Linked DNA regions of Gadus morhua: region 2 is linked to region 1. The links are chromatin contacts, called in public Hi-C maps. All regions are on one chromosome and are shown on one strand. Each heading gives the region's core, a stretch centred on a gene start, on an enhancer-like site or on the middle of the called end of the contact. The rest is flanking DNA. Distances are from core to core; before and after follow the strand shown.

Evidence for each region. Hi-C and Micro-C count contacts between places; a contact is called where the count stands out from the background.
Region 2: a contact with region 1 is called in a Hi-C map of heart, with 4 times the contacts expected there. The contact joins the promoter of khdrbs1b here to the promoter of kpna6 in region 1. A contact is called at or near these places in 4 of 6 Hi-C or Micro-C datasets (blood, gill, gonad and 1 more).

What each region holds. Positions count from the first base shown.
Region 1 is chr22:19,423,207-19,425,906 of gadMor3.0, forward strand. It overlaps kpna6 (karyopherin alpha 6 (importin alpha 7)), which reads right to left and starts at 1,323. Exons shown (of 14, transcript XM_030346443.1): 1 at 1,171-1,323. The coding sequence starts at 1,174.
Region 2 is chr22:19,660,009-19,662,708 of gadMor3.0, forward strand. It overlaps khdrbs1b (KH domain containing, RNA binding, signal transduction associated 1b), which reads right to left and starts at 1,380. Exons shown (of 11, transcript XR_003974607.1): 1 at 849-1,380.

The DNA.
Region 1 (2,700 bases), core at 73-2,572:
CATAGAAAATCTCACACAATATCCATTCCCGGCATTAAATGAGGCAACTAACATTGTATTTCATGGCCACACATGGCTGAGCTTACACTATCACACTCAAGACCTCTCGGCAGGATAACTTGGTATGAAGAAGATAGTAAAAGAGCAATGATAACGTTGGGATTGTTTATATTAAGAACATTGTAATGATTCCATAAAATGATTCTGCTCAGCAGTAGGCCGTGGTCAGGAACAGACTTTACAGCTACCTGATGCTGTATGGAAGTGCAACATGCCATAGTGTCGTAGCCTGCTTAATATGACTCAGTTATGAACTTTTGTCAAGGTGATAGTGCCGCATGGACACCTGTCGAATAAGGAAAAAAACATGAGGTCGACTTACTACTCCAATGTAGTAAGTGACGTGTTTTATCAAGTCTGTGAGGCACTGAACCCTGAGAATTGGTTTCAAATGTGATAAGGGCAGCGATGTAAGAGAGAGTCCGATCAGGCGTTCGGGAACTGTGGTTTAGGTGGAGTCGTCTATCCTCAGAGACCAGGGGGTCAGACCTGTGGTTCAGAAGGACTGGCCTATCCTCAGAGACCAGACCTGTAGTCCAGGTGGACTGGTCTATCCACATATACCTGTAGTCCAGGTGGACGGGTTTATCCTCATCTGGGTCACATGTCAACAAAAGCCCAAGCTCGATTGTAATGCAGGATTTAAATATTGTAATACGTCTGTTAGCTGACTGGCTAACACCGTTTCCCTTGACTCGTCCTTTCGGTGTCAAACGTTATGACCGAACAGCCGAAAAGGTTTTAGCTGACGTCATGTAATTTAGTTGTTGGACAGTTTTAAAAATAGAGGCTGACAGCCGCATTAGCCGTTAGCAGGCTAGCAGACTAGCTTTAGCCGCTAGCGGGGTGCGTTACTACTTTAACCGTAATCCCCGCTTCCGTCGACCCATATCCACTGAGGTAGTTCCATCCGAGGTTGTCTTTCATACAATAAGCAATAAACGTGTCATTTGGAATCAATGCATGTGCATGACTGTGTTGACATGAGCCCGCTACACGCTTTAACTCTTGCTACAGGGCGCCGCTAGCTAGCTGCTAGTGGACTCTGCCATCAGAGAACTAAGGACTACATTTACTACACACATTCATTCCTATGTCTTACTACCTTACCCATTTTGTCTTTAATCAAACGTTTTCCTCACGTCGCGCAGTAATAAATCGTAGAAATCCTTCCTCCTGAAGCTTTCCAGAGGTTGCTCCTAAAAGCAATCCGTCGCGTCAACACACTGGAGGACAGCAGCCGTCAAGCAGGTAATCTTCAGCCGCCAGGGGGCGCAGCGAACCCACTCACTGCAGCCCCCTGATAAAGTCTGCTCAGAATTAAGTTAGACCCATGGTGTTCTTTTATATTTTATAATTGTGTCATTGTGCATTCAATCAAAAAACTGAATTCAATTCCTGTGTTTGAATTATTAAAGAGATAGTAGAGAACATATAAATAAAAAACGAACTCCCACCTCCAAGTCACTGTTGTGACTCTTTGCAGATGTCTGGATGATATTTATAGATAGTTATACGGCTTGTTCTTCAGAATGCATACATTTCTTGGCTGTCGATACTCCGCCATTTTCTGATGCCTTGAATGATTTGTCGAATGTAAAATCCTAATCAACCCTAAATATACCGTAACCTAGGCCTATCAAAACTTTGTCTCACATGAGCAACGCTGTGGCAGTGTCTAATATCACAATGTGACCCCATAATGACAAATTATTTCACAATGAATTATTATGACCGAAATACCATTACTACCAAATACAATACTATTCCTACGCTATACTTCTGAAATGTAGGCGTCATTGCAATGTGACACATGATGTACACGCCCTTTACCCTTCACTGTCACAGATCTCACTCACTAACAACTATGTTTATTTATTTCTTCCTATTAGCCTCACTTATAGTCTGGGTTGGGATTTGAACCCATGTCTCTCGAACGAACGTGCAACATGCTTCTTCCAGATCTTTCTGTGTTGTAGTTCCTCCCTCACAGGCCTCTGCACGTCTGGATCTGCACCTCATGGAGGACGTCTACTCTGAACATCTGCAGACTGGACGTGGGAGGACAATTGGGGTGAGGTGGCAGGACAGAATGACTCTGGCCGAGTAGTGGTGAATACCTGTGCTGTTTCCAGTTCGCGGTGTCTTCAGGGACCTGGTGTGAGGCACTGAGGAGAAGCTTTAGGGGGCAATGTTGTACTGATGAACACAGTGATAGAGCGCTCTCCACAATCAGGTGCTCTCATATTCCACAATGGATTTTCTTTTTGCAGATCAAGCCAACTCCAGCACAAACCACAAAAAAAATAAAGAATATTGATTACAATTTCTCAGCAAACAAGAAACTAATATTGACCATCAATCCTGTCTGTTTAAAGTGGATCCACTGGCTTTGGTCAGAGCCTCATGAGGCCTTGCCTCTCTCTGGGGGCACGGCGACTACTGGCGGGAGGGCCGGCACTGAGACACGGCATGCTGGGACGGAGCTCCCCCACTCGTGTTAAGTGACACAGGACCAGGAGCGAGACCAGCCGCCGCTTCAAATGGGCCCCTCTAACGTCTTGGGCCGCTGGGGCCGCTGTGGCCAGTGGGGCCGCTGGGGCCAGTGGGGCCAGTGGGGCCAGTGGGGCCAGTGGGGCC
Region 2 (2,700 bases), core at 130-2,629, 240 kb after region 1:
TACCGGACCAGAGGACCCGGGTGGTGCTGGTGGTGGTGGGGGGGGGGGGGGTACCGGACCAGAGGACCTGGATGGTGGGGGGTTACCGGGGGCCGATATATATACACTGATCAGGTGTGAATACTGCACGGCGCACCAGCACTGGTGCGGCCCCAGGGTGGACGCCAGTCAGGACGCCTCCTGTCATGGGCGGTTGCAGAGCGGCGGGAGGCTCGCATTAACGCGGCACATGGTACTTTACTAGTGACGGCTGTAGAGCAGCGGGGGCTCGCACTTACACGGCACATGGGACTTTACTAGTGACGGCTGCAGAGCAGCGGGGGGTTGCACTAACACGGCACATGGTACTTTACTACAGTGACGCCCTGCAGTGAGACGGCCGTGACTCGCGCCTGTCCAGGGGTCTGTCACCCCCTTGACTGTCCTCCTTGCATCGCCATGGGTGCAAGCCGACGGCGCTTTGTAAGAAGAAAAATGTCTGTAGGAGAAAAGATCCTCCGTTCAGCAAGGCAATTCTACACAATATAACAACTGCTCTTTAGCCCTGTATTGCAGTAAGATGCTGCTCCTTAAGCCTGTATTGCAGTACTTGGACACTGCTCCTTAAGCCTGTATTGCACCTATTCGGACGTGTCGCTCCGTGTGCAGGGCATCCACACACATGGCTCTGCTTGTCAAAGGGCTGATTGTGAGCGGTAGACGGGGCAGTCCTCTTCCAGTCCCCGAATGCACAACAACCCGCACACCGCACTACGTTACACCACCGCCGTTACCTGAACACACATCCCCTTATGGACCATATGAACCTTATGGACCATAGGCTATGTCCTCAAATCGGACCACTTTACCTGCGGTTAAAAGTTTCATGGCGTGCGTAAAGGACGCGTCCAGGCTGTCCTTCTCGGCCAGCAGCTCCGGGAGATATTTGCCGTCGTTCTCCATTTTGTAGTTAGAATCAGTTTCTGTCCCGATGTTTCGTGCAAAAACAAAATCTTAAAAACAACAACGAATGTAAACAGAAAAAAGTAGTCCAGTTGCGTTACTAGACAGTGCTTATCCGGCGGGCGGTGTGCGCTTCGCATGCGGGTCCCGAGGGCTGGGAGCGGATCCTCTCCGTGGAGCGACGCGCTGCAAATGGAAGAACGGGAGCAGCGACGGGCGGATCGACTGAGACGCTCTGAGCGAGCGGAAGTGAGCTCAGAAGAGCCTACTTACTGAAGCCGCCTCCTCCTCCTCCAATGGTTCTGATGGGGAAAGTAGAGGTGTGTGTGTGATGAGTGTGTGTTGGTGCTGAATGAGAGGGTAGGAGTGGATGTGTGGTGGTGAGTGTGTGTCGATGCTGAGAGGGTAGAAGAGGATGTGTGATGAGTGTGTTGGTGCTGAGAGGGAAGGAGAGGATGTGTGATGAGTGTGTGTGTCGGTGCTGAGAGGGGAGGAAAGGATGTGTGTGTGTGTTGGTGCTGACGGTGTGTGTGATGATGAGTGTGTTGGTGCTGAAGAGAGGATCCAGGAGTCCAGAGACCTCTTCGCATCGTACAAGTTTCAGCTGTCTTTGAACATTCTAGCCGCGACGTGGGCCTCCAACCGGACCTCTCTTTTTATTCATTTAATTTAATTCGATTTAATTGAATTTTCCAGTGGCTTTCATGACTTTTTAACAATATTAGCAGCAGCGCTGAACGGAAGACTATTCAGTCATTCTGCGGTGTTGTGGTTTTCCCCGTATATCCCTTTAATTTGAATTAATAATTGACCGTAATTTAATAATTACTACGGTTAAATTAACAAGGGATTCATTTAGTTTTTTAATTGAAACCAGACTACAAGGCATCAAAATATTTCAATTTTATTCTAAGCTCTCTACTGCCTCTTAGTGGCTATCAGCATCATTGATCCATAAAATATGTCTATGGATAGGCCATAGGTGTCGTTTACACACATATCTCACTCCTTTTGAAATGGCCTATTTTGTCCCCATCTTAAGTATTCTTAAAGATGTTCTGATAAATAACTTAAAGGGATACCCAGAGATAGCTGTTGCTCCAAATGTATCATGGGGGTCCAGAAGTGAGCTGGGTTAGCTTCTGCTTTCCGTTAGCGGCATTCGTCCACTTGCTGAGTGGCAGTAGCCGAGCACCTGTTCATGGGAGGGGAATACACTATTAATCACTTGCCTAAGGTTTCCAATGTGCTCTGAATAGACAGTGCCACTAACAATACAGTAAGATTGTAGTTTGTCTTTAAACACATATGATTCTGAACTATTTTCAGCGTTAAACTACCTGTGAGGCACCGCTGGCTCAATTATATCATCAGCTGCTTCTGTCTGGCCGTCTACACTACTGCGGTCAAGTGAGCCGCCATTCGTCCATCCGCGGTTAAGCCAGCCGTCACACAAAATCTTCGTGCGCCTCTACTCTAAACAGCCTTTGTGCGGTATCTCGCAACGTTCTCAAAATAAAAGCCTTCACCTACGGTTGTGTGTTTGTGTGGATCGCTGCAAACGCTATCGGCGTGAAAACGTCCACTACAAAAAAGGGTTTTCAAAGGACCAAGCATGCACGTGAGGTTTTCAAAGGACATTTTCCCCGAAACTATACAGTGAAATCATGTGGTTCCTTGTGCACAAGTAGTCGGGACAACAGTTAGTATATTAATATCATTCAGTCCCGGAACTTATGTATATTTTTTAGAGCTGTC